Linked DNA regions of Mus musculus: region 1 is linked to region 2. The links are chromatin contacts, called in public promoter capture Hi-C maps. All regions are on one chromosome and are shown on one strand. Each heading gives the region's core, a stretch centred on a gene start, on an enhancer-like site or on the middle of the called end of the contact. The rest is flanking DNA. Distances are from core to core; before and after follow the strand shown. Region 1 holds the start of Ddx18 (DEAD box helicase 18). Region 2 holds the start of Htr5b (5-hydroxytryptamine (serotonin) receptor 5B).

The links. Capture Hi-C pulls out chosen DNA fragments and counts their contacts.
Region 1: a contact with region 2 is called in a promoter capture Hi-C map of pancreatic islet. The contact joins the promoter of Ddx18 here to the promoter of Htr5b in region 2. A contact is called at or near these places in 2 of 39 promoter capture datasets (the HPC-7 cell line and embryonic stem cells), 1 of 484 Hi-C or Micro-C datasets (hematopoietic stem and progenitor cells), 3 of 115 datasets of contacts at active chromatin or transcription factors (bone marrow-derived macrophages and embryonic stem cells) and 3 of 9 other capture datasets (adipose tissue, liver and pancreatic islet).

The regions. Positions count from the first base shown.
Region 1 is chr1:121,562,204-121,569,487 of GRCm38.p6, forward strand. It overlaps Ddx18 (DEAD box helicase 18), which reads right to left and starts at 5,777. Exons shown (of 13, transcript NM_025860.3): 1 at 5,588-5,777; 2 at 3,678-3,965; 3 at 2,290-2,400. The coding sequence starts at 5,672.
Region 2 is chr1:121,526,837-121,533,786 of GRCm38.p6, forward strand. Htr5b (5-hydroxytryptamine (serotonin) receptor 5B) reads right to left here and starts at 1,629. Exons shown (of 2, transcript NM_010483.3): 1 at 577-1,629. The coding sequence starts at 1,353.

The DNA.
Region 1 (7,284 bases), core at 4,527-7,026, 40 kb after region 2:
GATTGTTCACTATCAGCAAGCTCTGTGGTCACATGGCTGCCTGAATCTACCTGCTCCTTACAAGAGCTCTGTGGTCACATGGCTGCCTGAATCCACCCAACTCCTTACAAGAGCTCTGTGGTCATATTGCTGCTTGAATCTACCCACTCCTTACAAGAGCATCTTACGGTGAGAGACACTAATGCCCAATCACTGCTAAGATAATGATGAGAAAAACCCACAGAATAAGAAATGTCTTACAGCATAAAAATGTGTAAACACTGGGGCTGGAGAGATGGCCTAGAGATTAAGAGCACTTGCTGCTGTTGCAGGGGACCTGGGCACCATTCCAAGCACCTGCATGGCAGCTCGTAGCCATCCACAATCCTAGTTCCAGGAGTAAAATGACTACTAATCTCCATGGGCACTAGGCATGCGTGGTGCACACCCATACACAATGGCAAAGTGCCACACACATAAGCTTGGCAGTAATGATGGCCCTGACTTGTGACCGATGTTGTGGGAAAACATGTTTCCAGTGTGGCAAGGATAAACTACTAGATACATAATGCTTTTATAAATCAGGCTTTCTTAGATGATTTTCCCCCATCAGAGTCCAAATAAGAGCTCTGACTTTTTTTTTTTTTTTTTTTTTAAAGATTTTCCTTTTAGCCACATGTCTGTTTGGGAGCAGACATGTGTACATGAATGCTGACCTCCGTAGACGCCCTGGAGCTAGAACTACCTGTGCACAGGCTGTTGTGAGACACTATTGTGGGTACTGTCTCTGATTCCTTGCTTTTCGCTGCTGAGCACCTCTCCAGCCCCAGAGAGCATGTTTAGGACAGGGTACTGTGAAGGCTAATCATACCATGAACCCCAATACTGTACTGCTTACTGGACAAACCTGTTCTAGTTGTGGTGTGGCTCAGCCTTAACACCTTTAGTCCCTCTGGCTGTAATAGACAGGCCCTTAGTTCACACCTTTAATCCCAAACAATGACGATAAAGTCAGTTTGTACAAATAGTACCCATGTCAAATTAGAGAAAGATTTGACAGAATAATATATCCCCAGTTCTCACAAAAGCAGAAATTTAAGCAACTTAAGAGAAATACTGGGGGGAAGAGAGGACAGAGTTTTACTAGGACGTAATAGAGACAGGTTGTAGAAAGAAAACAAGCTAGACACAGATGAAGATAGAATGAACCAGAGAATGAGCTAGAAGATTAGAACATATGAGGCCAAGCAGAACAATTCAGTCAGAAGCTGAAAGAAGCCAGTTTGAATCAGTCGACATGGAAAGGAACAGCTAAATCAACCATCCAGCCAGAGTTCAGAAAGACCTAGAATAAAGGTGAGCTTATTCAGCTATACGTCTAAGATACTGAAAACATTCTAGGCCTAGATAAGCTTCCAGGACTTGGCCCAGGTTAGCAGACAGAAGCAGTAAGCCTCGGAGACAACAGTTACCGCAGGGGAGTAAGCTGCTTTTACAGAAGGTAGTATGCGTTCAGGGCACTCTTGACTTCTATCTTGAACGTCAGCAAACTTATTGGGATACAGCCCCACTGTCAAAAAGGAACATCTAAATTGGCACTGGGCTGGAGAATTCTTTTTGTGTGTGTGTGTGTGTGGGGGGGTGGGGGGATTAAATTCAGGACCTTGTGTATGCTGGTCAAGTGGTTATCCTATGTAACTCAAGATGATGTGTGGCACCTCCACACTACAGATGTCAGGACTACCCAGTCAGGCTTGGAATGTACAACCTCTGGTGCTAACGTGGACATTTCTGAGAAAAGCTTGTTGCTTGACTTGGGATGCCAAACTGTCCTGGCTAAGAATCACTTCTGTAACTTCTGCATTTTCTCTGTAGACTGCACTCAGTACAGTACCAAGTGACTTAGCGATCTCATTTACACATTAAAATACTGGCGTCAGACCTCAGCAGGAAGCAAGCAAGCAAAATCTCCCAAGAACAGATCAAACAACTCCTACTACTAATTCTGGGTAGAGCAACAGATTCCAGCCTAAATTCTTAAATCCCAGAAGCTGTGAGAATATGAAGCACTTTAAATATTAGGAACATAGAGAAAGGGAAAAAAGCGGGTGGGTGGGGTATGGCGAGTGGAGGGGGAGGGGTTTGGAGAAAAGTGCCTAGGTACCACAAAACAGAAGATAAAGGAAAACTGCACAAAGATATAAAACTCACTGGTGGCTGGTAATTAAAGGTCACAACAGGACCTTTAGTCATGCAGAGAAATGGTGACATTTCTAAGACAAGACACCTGGAAAAGTCCCTGGCCATCACCTGTCAGTCCTAGGGGCAGGCTGGGCACCTCGCTGTCATCTGCCTTTTTCACATCATCTTCTGGTTCCTCACAAGCCTCAGCACTTTCTTCAGTTTTCGCTTTTTTTGTATCTTGGTTTAAAAAACAAACAAACAAAAACCGTTTTATACTTAACCAATGGGAAAAGAAGATCTGTAATGTAAAGAAATACATTTTTCAAAGCTTAACATTATTTGATACTTGTTACAAACTTTTTTTCAGGGAGAGGCTTGTTTAATATTTAAACTTTGGGGGTATAAATGATTTGCAAATAAAACAGTGTTTTAAAGTTTCTTAAAACATTACAGTATTCCAGATTAGAAAAGGATCACCCCTGTGATGGGCGTGGTGGGGCACGCCTTTAATCCCAGCACTCGGGAGGCAGAGGCAGGTGGACTTCTGAGTTCGAGGCCAGCCTGGTCTACAGAATGAGTTCCAGGACAGCCAGGGCTACACAGAGAAACCCTGTCTCGAAAAACAAACAAACAATCAAAAAAACCCAAAAAACAAAAAAGGATCACCCCACCCCCACAACAACAATTATCTGTGTAGCCCTTCCTGACTGTCCTGGAGCTCAACTTACTAGACTGGCCTTGAACGAAGATTTGCCTGCCCCTGTCTCCTGGGTGCTGGGATTGACAGCGTACACTAACACCGCCTGCCTCTAAAGAAGGGTATTTGAAATCCCACTAAGCAGTATCAGGGCAGCAATTGTGAGTTTCACACTTCAGGAGGAAAGAGGCACATGTTCGACTAAGGCACACAGTGCCCTGTACTATCTGCTCACTTGAAAAATCAATGTCTTATTTATTCACAACTTTCCTACAAGTTATCTTACAGACTCTGCAAGTAAGTACTTATGGGGAAGAGGGCTTACAAAAATATATGGGCAAAAGACAAGTAAATCAAGAGATCAAAGAATGATTAATGTGAAGTACCTTCACACAGAAAAGCCTGGGAGATACTTCCCATCACCATCATCCCATCACCATCATAGATCCATGTTGTGTTCGAAATCACGGAAATATACAAACCCAAAAGACTATGTGATGATAGATCCAGTTTATTTACAAAGCCCAATGAACTGCTCCCTAAAACCCATAGTGGAGTATTATAAATCTAAAGAAATTCTTATCAAATTTGAACTTTTCCCAAGGGCAGCTAACTTAAAACACATACAAATCTAGGGAAAACCTAAAACCCACTTCCCTTGTCTACCAATAAAAGGTGTCTTTTAGCTCCCAGGGTAGACTCATGGTGGTGAGCATAGGGGATGCTTCACACATACAACAATAGAGAAAAGTGACCAAGAGCTGAAAAGCTATCTGAATGACCAATATTAAAACAAAACAAAACACCAAAAACCTACCAGGCCCGGCATCATTTGCCATTTTCCTCTTTTTCTTCTTTTTCTTTTTTACTTCTGAATCAGGAGGTGGTGTTGGTGCTGCTTCTCCGTTGGCTAAAGTTGTGAGTTTCTGGGGTGACTTTTTAACTTTGCCATTTTCCAAGGTCTCCTCAGGCATGCCTCCACTTTGTGCTTCTGCTGAGTCCACAGGCACAGAACGTTTCAGGGCCTTTTTCACTTTTCCACCTTTTCCTGTTTCTTTAGGCACATCTCCATTTTGAGGTTGGGACAGGCTTGTGTCTGATGTTTCTGTTTAAAAACAGAACTTACACTGTGACAAGAGAAAGCTTACTTATAAACACTGACCTTCACAGGAGAAATTATGGGTTTTCTGGAACCCCAATCATTTAGTTTTTCTTGTATGTTCACTGTTAAAACCAAATATTGGTACTCTATTATAGAAAAGGCACATTTTCTTTATGGAAAAAAAAAATGTCAGTAAAGGAAAGTTGTTTTAACTTCAAAAGACCCTATCTGTTTACGGCTATATAGAAATTTGTGACAGAAAAATGTCAGCAAGATCACATAATTAAATCAAATGATTAGTAAACAGCAATGAGGAGAAATATATATTTTAACATTAAGCATTTGGCCTGCTGGTGTTGGCACACACCTTTAGTCCTAGTACATGAAAGGCAGAAGCTGGTGGATCTCTATGAGTTTGAGGCCAGCCTGGTATACAGAGCTAGTACTGGAACAGCCACGGCCAAGTGTCTGATAAATATAACTGAATGATATTTACTTCGCATTCCCACAATTATTACTTATATAATTTCACTTCATTCAAACCCAACTTTCCTAGACTTTGGTGAACTGAAAATTCAGTAAACGAAAACCACTCATTAAAACCCTATTAAAGCCCCAAACTATCCTCACAAGTTTTCCATTTTCATACAAAGAGAATGAAGGCAACACCATCTTTAATTTACATCATTACCCACACCAAGAAGTAGCTACTAAGTAGCATTAATTATTCTACAGGTACTAAGTGAAGGAACATCAATACTTTTGCCTAAAATCCACCATCCCCTCTGGGATGTCTTTCAAATACTATCTGTTGAAAATTGCGTGGGTCTAGACAATTATTCAGCGATCCTCAACATACTGATCTCTCGACCCCCCAACCCCCACTACAGTTGTCTCATACCAGATATTTACATTACGATTCATAATAGCAAAATTACAGCCATGAAGTAGCAACGAGGTTATTTTATGGTGTGTGTGTGTCAACACAATATGAGGAACTGTATTAAAGGGGTACAGCATTACAAAGGCTAAGAACCCCTACAGGTAGGTAACCTAAACAAGCTACAGAAACTGCAACAAGAAAGTGACATGTGTAAATTTTTCATTTAAGCCCTTGTGCCAAAACCAAGACGTTAAGGAATTCACTAAGTTGTGCGCGACAAAAAACACTGGGAGGGTTCTGCCTAACATATGAAGAGGATCGCTGCAGGAATGAAAAGAACGGGTTTGGGGGAGAGAGCTGTATCACTGGGAAAGCTCCGAGGAAAACAATTCGTAAGTTTGGGCAGGGGATGAGATCGAGCAATTAAGTGAAAGTCGGGAACCGTAATGGATACAAAGTTCTACGTGGGGACTAAAGATGCTGATGGGGGGGTCTAGGGTAATCTGCAGGTTTTCTTGCCAATAGAAAGTTGGGGAAGAAAGTCCGAGGCCTCCCGCTTTCACCCTGAGTCGAGAAAGCCACGCCGGCAAAGGGCAGAACCAATGAAGGGTCCACGGGGGCTGGGACCCAGGCGGCCTGCTCGTGCCGCGCATCCCCGGCTCCCGCCGGAAGCTGCCCAGCGCACCGCCGAGTTCCTGGGTTCCCCACGTCGTTCGCCAGTGCGGGGTTCAGCACAGCTCACCTTGCAGCTTCAGGTTTCGCTGCCGCAGCTTGGCATTCCGCTTCTCGATCTTCCTGCGCAGGAGTTTCATCTGTAACTGCGACATCTTGCCAGGCCGCCCAGCCGTCTGCACCGAGACAGATGCACGTGCGCAATTGCAAGTCGGAAGTGTACCGCTGGAGCCTGCGGACCCGCGGGGCGGAAATGCTTCGGGCGGAAACAGTTCCTGGTGAGAGCTGGGTTCCCTTTGGAGACCGAATTTCCTGCAGCGCCCCCTGGCGACTGGAGGACGACTCGTTGTGAACCCGTTCGCCTTGCTAATGGCCCCAGAGTTTTACAAACCAAGACTGCACAATAAAAAAGCCGATTGGAAGACGGAATTCCTTGTGGCTCAGAAGAGTCTCTTTCCCTTCACTGCTAGAGAGGTGCCAGTATCCTGTCAGAAGAGGTTTAAGTCTTAAAACCTTCTTGGGAGACGGGGATGGTGGTGTTCACCTTTAGTCTCAGCGTGAGGGAGGCAAGAGCAAGTGGATCTCTGAGCTGAGACCAGCCTGGTCCACAGGGCAGCACTCCACCCCTCCACCCCAGTGCCTTCCAAACAAAACAAAAAGACTAAAGAAACAAAAACAAAAACCCAACAACAAACCCACTTCAATTTGGACCCTGTATCACACAAACGTCTTTTCTCACCGTATAGTTTTCCCTCAATTTTTCAGGGCGTTGCACTCTTCTTTTCTTTTCTTTTCTTTTCTTTTCTTTTCTTTTCTTTTCTTTTCTTTTCTTTTCTTTTCTTTTCTTTTTTTCTCTTTTCTTTTCTTTTCTTTTTTTCTCTTCTCTTCTCTTCTCTTCTCTTCTCTTCTCTTCTCTTCTCGTCTCTTTCTTTCTTTCTTTTTCTTTCTTTCTTTCACTTTTGTGCTAGTTTGCGGTAGATGTATGGTGAATGACATAGGTAAAACACTGAATTTTTACACAACTTCCACGAAGACAGAAACACAGTTACAGAAAACATACCGACAGGGAAGTTCGTGCGCTGCCTGAGAAAGATCCTGGTTTCAGGATGGACATTTGGGTGATGTCTTCCTTCAGCCTCCATTGTGCATAGATTGTGTGTGTGTGTGTGTGTGTGTGTGTGTGTGTGTGTGTGTGTGTGTGTGTGTGTGTGACAGAGAGAGAGAGAGAGAGAGAGAGAGAGAGAGAGAGAGAGAGAGAGAGAGAGTCAGCAGTCAGTCAGTCCCGGGATGGGCATGCAGATAGAGTCTTTAATTCAGTATTGCAGTTCTGGGTATTGAACCCAGGGCCTCTTTCATGTCAGTCACCATTCAATGGAGCTACACATTACTCCTAAGTCTATAGAAGTATTATAATTGGGGCTGAGGAGATGCCTTAGTCTATAAAGTGATTGCCTTGCAAATACAAGCCCTGAGTTCCATCTACCTCTCATAGGAAGAAAGCCAGTTGTACTGGTGCTCAGAGGCCAGCATCCCTGTAAGACCAGGTCTAGGAGAAACCATGTCTCAAGATGGATAGTGACTGACATCTGTGATGGCTATTCTTGTTGTCAAATTGACTACCTCTGGAATGAACTACAATCCAGAAAAGGAGGGCACACCCGTGAAAGATTATTTTTCTTGGTCTAAAGTGGGTGAATACACTTCTAGTTCAGACCTTTGAGGGAAGAAGACAAACACATTTGATCTGGATCTTAAGGCTGGAAGGTA
Region 2 (6,950 bases), core at 379-2,878:
TTTTGTTTGTTTGTTTGTTTGTTTTGTTTTGTTTTGTTTTTCGAGACAGGGTTTCTCTGTATAGCCCTGGCTGTCCTGGAACTCACTCTGTAGACCAGGCTGGCCTCGAACTCAGAAATCCACTTGCTTCTGCCTCCTGAGTGCTGGGATTAGAAGTCCAAGGTTATACTTTTCCATAAAAAGTTGGAGTTCAATCTGGGCCTCATGAGACCCCGTCTCAAAACAACACACACACACACACACACACACTCACACACACACACACACACACACACACACGAGGTTTGGAGGCTCCAGAGCTAGTTCTCATGTACAAGTTTAGAAAATAATTTTCACAGGTGCATATCCCGCAGGTGGTTCTCTAGAAATACAAGCGCTAAGCCACCCCACGAGCTCAAGAGCAGATGGCCTTCTCCCGCGCTCCAGATGCGACATTTCCTCTCCTCTCTTACACACCAAAGTCCAAACTCCGTTCTACTCTTCCATTTTCTATTTTTATTTCTTTCCAGGACCCTTCCTCCGCACTACCCCCACCCCCACATCCACACCGAGAAATCCACAAAGAGTCCCTGTTACCTGCGTGGTGGCAGGAAGCGGTACCACCGCCCGCCGTCTGCGGCCGAATCGAAATTTGGCGGCTTTGTATATTTTCCAGTAGACGAAGAGCACCACCGCCAGAGGCAGGTAGAAGGCTCCGCAGGTGGAGAAGACAGCATAGGAGGGCTCCTGGCTCACCTGGCAACGCTGCAGCCGAGCATCATAGGCTTCGCCCCAGCCAAAAAGCAGCGGGGCGAGAGCAATGAGCGCGGACAGTGCCCAGGTGATCGCGATCATGAGCGCAGAAGCACGGCTCCGGGTGCGCAGCGTGTACTGCAGGTGGCGCGTGATAGTCCAGTAGCGATCCAGGGCGATGGCCGCCACGTTCCAGATGCTGGCGGTGCAGCACAACACGTCGAAGGAGATCCACACGTGGCACAGACTCCTGCCTAGCTGCCAACGTCGCCCAACGGACAACTCGCTCACCAGGCTCAGAGGCATCACCAGAGCCGCCACCAGGACATCCGAGACGGCTGTCGAGGCCACCAAGTTATGTGGCACGCGGTGGAAGGCGCGGACACGCAGGATAGTCACCAGAACTAGCAGATTCCATAAGAAAGTGGCAACGATCAGCAACACCAGTAGAGTCACCACAAGCACGGTGAAAGCAGAGAAGGGCGGCTCGCGGCCAGGCAAGATGAGCCCACCTGGGGTGGATCCCATGCTCCTGCCGGAACTTGGGCTGTCACTGCAGCTCTCGGGTCCCGGAGGAAAGGCAAGGCCGGGAGTGGCGCCTGAGAGGTTAGAAACTTCCATTATTCAGGGACTTGGGCTCTGGGGCAGGAGATGTGCCCGTGGTTGCATGAACTGTGGATAGGTGGCGAAGCAAGAGAAGCAAGAGAGGCACTCCGCGCGCCCAGCAACGCAAAAAGATGTCCAAACCGCGCCACCCTTGTCCCTTTTCCAAACTGCAGCCTCCTTTTGGCGCTTCTTTTGGCCTTTTTCGTGGACCCTCTTTTCCAGATGAGACTCCTTAGTCCAGCTTTGCCCAGCGCATCAAACCGACTGCAGAGGATTGGGGACTGGTGCCTGGGCTCAATAGAGACCTTCCCTGAATGGTTGCTGGAACCAAAGGGCTCCTCGTGTGGGCTGAAATGGGCGGAGGAGTTTTGGAGCCTCCACCAATAGGAGCTGTAGCTGTAGCGCAGTACTAGCGGTCTCCCACCTCCGAGGGGCGGAGAGAAAGCTAGCAGCGGTCGCCTCAGGGAAAAGTTGTTAACATCCTGTTGGAATTCCATAGCTACCACCTCCGCAGATCCCTCAAGTGGACTTGTTGGTTCTGTTAGACACTGAGACATTGTTGGGCTACCAGCCAAAGGCATTGTGGTTTCCTGGAGCCCTGATTCTACCTGTATCCAGAGTAAGAGTCCCAAATATTGGAGTGCATGAAACAGAAAGTTCTGCTCCCCAGCTGTTAGGTGCTAGGTGCTCAGTGCTCTGTGCTCCATCCCAGCTGCTTGGTGCCCAACTCATAGGGAGGGTTTCTTGGACCTTGCAGTTTATCCCTTAGTTTTATGCTAACAACTCCAGGCTGAAGCTGTTGGACAGAGATCTAGAAGAGGGACAGTTTCCAACCTGCTTGCCATGTCTAACTTCAGGTGCTCCACCTCCTTTTGGTTTCTAATAGTCTACTATCCTCTTCCAGTTTAAACCTGAGGTTTTATTGTTGCAACTTTGTTTCTTGTGGTGCTGGGGATGAAGGCAGGGGTCTTGTCCAGGATAGGCAGGCACCCCACCCCGCAGCTACTCTCATTTACCCTTGGGTAAAGGAAAACGGCACTTACGTGAAATTCTCTTCACCCTCCTCCAACATCCCCATTCCATTTTCAATCTCATTCTTTAAATTACTTTTACGTGTGTGTGTGCGTGTGCGTGTGCGTGTGCGTGTGTGTGTGTGTGTGTGAGAGAGAGAGAGAGAGAGAGAGAGAGAGAGAGATCATGAGGAGGTCAGAGAAAAACTAAAGGAAGTCAGTTGTTCCTGTCCACCGTGTGGATTCCAGGGATGGAACTCAGAGCTAGGGAATTCAGATCTTCAGGCTTGGTGCCAACTGTTTTGACCCAGTGAACCATCTTGCAGGCCCCAGTCTCATACTTTAAAAAAGCATATCAAGTTGGATGTGGTAGCATACACCTTTCTTTAATCCCAGCACTCAGGAAGCAGAGGCAGTTTTGAAGCCAGCCTGACCTACACAGTCAGCTCCAAGACAGCTGGGACCACAGAAAAACCCTGCCTCAGAAGCAAGCAAACAAACAAACAAACAAATAATAAAAAGTATATCAAAGTATATTGTATGAAAAAGTCTTAAGTAAAAATAATTGGCTATTTTAAGAGCATAATGTGATTACTCTAAAGCTGTGGCTGTTGGTGGGAGTCAAACAGAAACTTGAGATAGCATCCTTAAGGTTGGAACAAAGGTCAGACGGTTGAGGGTTCACCTAGCATATCAGTCTCGTATGCTGGTGTGTATATGGTTGCAATCCCAGCAGTTGGCTGGGGGTGGGGGTGGAGGTAGTTGGATCAGAAATTCAAAGCTGTCTTCTAATGTACATAGCTATTCATAGTAATATGCATAGCTATACCTCTAATAGACATAACTATACCTAGTAAGTAAGGTCAAAGCCAGATGAGCAAGACTTTTTCTGGTTTTCTTTCTGTTGCTGTGATAAATACCCTAACAAAAGCAACCTTAAGTGGGAAAGGATTTATCCGTGGCCCATCATTGCTAAGCAGTGATCCTCCAGGATCCTGCAGGATCCTGCAGGAGCTTGGGACAAGCAGGGAGAAATGAATACAGGGTTGGAGAGTGTCCAAGTAGCTTTTCCTTCTTTCCTACACCCCAAGACCTAAACCCAGGATTGGTGCTGCCCTCTTTCAAGCTGTGACTTCCTATACCACTTGAGGTAGTCAAGAAAATTCCCCATAGACAAGCCCGTAGGTCAAGCTGATGTAGAAAAATCCTCACAGCAACTCTCTTCTCAAAAGGTAATTATACATTTTGCCAGTTGAACCTGGTCATCAAGAGCCTGTCACAAAACAAACAATAACAAAACTCAGTGTCTATGCCTATGGTCTTTTAGGGACAAAGGAGGCCAAGCAAGCGATGTGTTGGAAGAGTTAGTGGCCTCTGCACCCTGTCAGTGACCTCCCAAGATGATGACCCAGAAAGGCCTGCTAGGCTAGAGCAAGCAAAGTGCCTTCCCCCAGCTCCTCATTCCTGTTTTGTGTGGTGTGGTGTGCTGTGGTGTGGTGTGCTGTGGTGTGGTGTGTATACCCATGTATGCATGTTTACATGTGTGTGAGTGTGTGTGCCACAGTTGACATCAGCAATGAGCTTCAATCTCTTTTCTACCTTATTTACTGAGTCGAGGTCTCTCATAATATGGCTATTTTCTGTTGCCAGCTTTCTCTGCCAGCTCTACCTCTTCCATCTGCCATTATAGGTCACTACACCCAACCTGCATTTACACGGGCTCTGGGGAATCCAAATTCCAGTCCTCACAACTGTGTGACTAATGCTTTAATTGCTGAGACATCTCCCCAGCCCTAGTTTGAAAAGAAAATGAACGTTTTTCTCTGATTCTTCCAGAAGCTCCATCCCTGATTCCTGGGATGACCTGCAGGTATGTGATAAAAAGATTTTGTGTCAGGACACATTCATAGCTGTGCTGGGCCACACACAGCCTATAACTGCGGGCTGGACATTGGGCTATTTTGTGGAATTGAGAGGAATCCTTTAAGAGAAATACTTTTGCAGTGATACCCTAGCCATCCTACTGAAAAAAGAGTGAGAATGTTAAAAGATAGAAAAATTCACCTTGCGCCAAAGCCATGATATGTTTTTATTCTTAGCCTTTGCTCCTCTCTCCGCATACATTTTTCATGCCCCAAATCAATTTTTTATTTCGCTCATTTCCCTTAACATTTTTCATGTTACTATATATTCTCTTTGTAGTTTTTTAATGTCATGCCATTTATCACTTGAAAGACTCTGAGCGACTTAGGCTTTCTGAGACAGACTTGTTATCTTTAAGGGGATCATTGGGGCTGGAGAGGTGGCTCAGTTCTTAGGAGCCCTTGCTCGTTGGTAGAGGATCTGAGTTCACCTCCCATCACCCACATAAGGCAACTTACAGCCACCTGTAAGTGCAGCTCCCCATCACCCTCTTTTGGCCTCTGTAGGCACCTGCACATGGGAACACGTGCATACACAGAGACGCACACACCCTATGAGATAAGCTTAATGGAGGTTAGTATGTTTCCTGTGAGATTGTGATGGAAATAGAGTCGGGTAAAGCTGGCAGCTCACACCGTGCAGGCATCCCCTAAGTGCTGACGACCCCTAAGTGCTCAAGACCCCTAAGTGCTGACGACCCCTAAGTGCTCAAAGACCCCTGCTCTTTACAGCTCCCTGCCTAGATGTCATATTCAGTTCTTCTCTGATCTTCAGTGTGGTTATGTTTTTACATACGTTTTTGCCTGTCGAGTATTTGTAATGACAACACACTTTATTCCACGTGCTTTTTAGTTGATCTTACTAGTGCATTAGTGACTTCTCTGTTGCTGGCCAGTGTCTTGGCTGCTTTTTTGTCGTTGCTGTAACAAAATACCTGGTAAGACCCCCCTGAAGGACAGAAGGGTTTATTTTGGCTCACGATTTGAGGATATGATCCATCATAGCAGGACAGGCAGGAACATGATTCAGGACGCCAGAGAGAGAGATGAATGCTGGTTCTTAGCTCTCTTTCTCTTTTTAATTCAGTACAGAATCCCAGCCCACCAAATGTTATAGTCCACTTCCACAGTGGTTTAATTCATCTATAAAGTCTCAGGCATGCCCAGAGGTTCTATTCCCAGGTGATTGATTGTAGGTTCTGTCAAGGTGACAGTCAGCATAAGCTATCACAACTAGCAGTCTTCTAAGGCGCAGCTAACCATTCACAAATGGGAAAATGGAGAGAGATTTGTCAACTTGCTGTGACTGGTGACCTTGGCCCTCCTATTATTAAATCCTATCCCTCGCTCCCAACACACATATGATTAAGTTCTGCCCCCTAATGTGACTGTGTTTTAACACAAGGACTTATAGAAAGTAAAAGGTTAGCCAGGCTCTGGTGGTGCCTTTGATCCAAGGCGAATCTCTAGATTCATGATCTACAGAGTGAGTTCCAGCAAAGTCAAGGTTACACAGAGAAACCCTGTCTCAAAACGCAAAGAAGGAGGAGAAGGAGGAGGAGGAGGAGGAGGAGGAGGAGGAGGAGGAGGAGGAGGAGGAGGAGGAGGAGGAGGAAGAGGATTTGAGCTTGACTCCTGAAAGCCTGTAATCCCACCACTGAAAAAGCAGAGACAGAAGGATACCTGGGGCTTACTGGCTAAATAGACTCATAGCAATCTCTTAAATATAACCCCTTATGAGATCAGAATAAAAATACAGATCCTGTACCTCCAACATAAAGCAGCACAGATTATACATAACTAGTCACAGGGGAGGAAAGGAGCATAGTGAGGAATACTGGACCAAAGCAAGACCGAAACGAGCTGGGTAAATTCCAAACTCTGCATCTCCATGTCTGATATCAAAGTGCTCATCAGATCTCCAGCTCCTTTCAGCTTTGTGACTGCAACACCCCATATGGGGATCATATAACTGAATACTGGGGTTTCGAAAAATTGGTTGGTATTAAAGGGGCTCTGAACGTGTGGCAAACAAAAATTAATTAAAAATCAAGCGCATAATAAGCGAAATGGTTTGTGGCTGTGCTCACCTGTGTTACATTGTACATCTTCACTACAGTCTCGAATCTGAACTCACGGCAAGCACACTCTGTGCTGCCCATACCATCATACCGCAGGAGCAACCATACCGTACCTATGTGGTGTTGGTCTTTCATATCAGTTAATTTAGTTAACACACACCAGAAAACAGTATAAACAAGCAAGAAGCTTTTGTTCTGAGTAATAAAGTCCTTCATCCCTCACTCAGAAGTCTCATGTCTTCAACCATCATACTGGAAACAGGAAGAGAACTGCTGTTCAGCCTGCAGCAGGACAAAATCTTAAATGCTAAGCAGGACTCGACAGGCATTAAGCAGTCAGATTATTGATTTTTAACATTACAATTCAAGTTTTACCTTTGGAGTTTATTTCTTTGCTATATTTTCTTCCAAATTCAATAATTGACTTAAAATGTAGAAATAGTGTGACTATTTCTTTTTTTTTTCATATTTTTATATTATACCCGAGAGATATATAATGAGTGGCTATTTCCTTAGCTGTGATCTTTGCAGAGAGGGGGACTGCATTTTTCACATGGATACATTATAGATGTATTCTTTTATAGAAATCATCTGCTTTA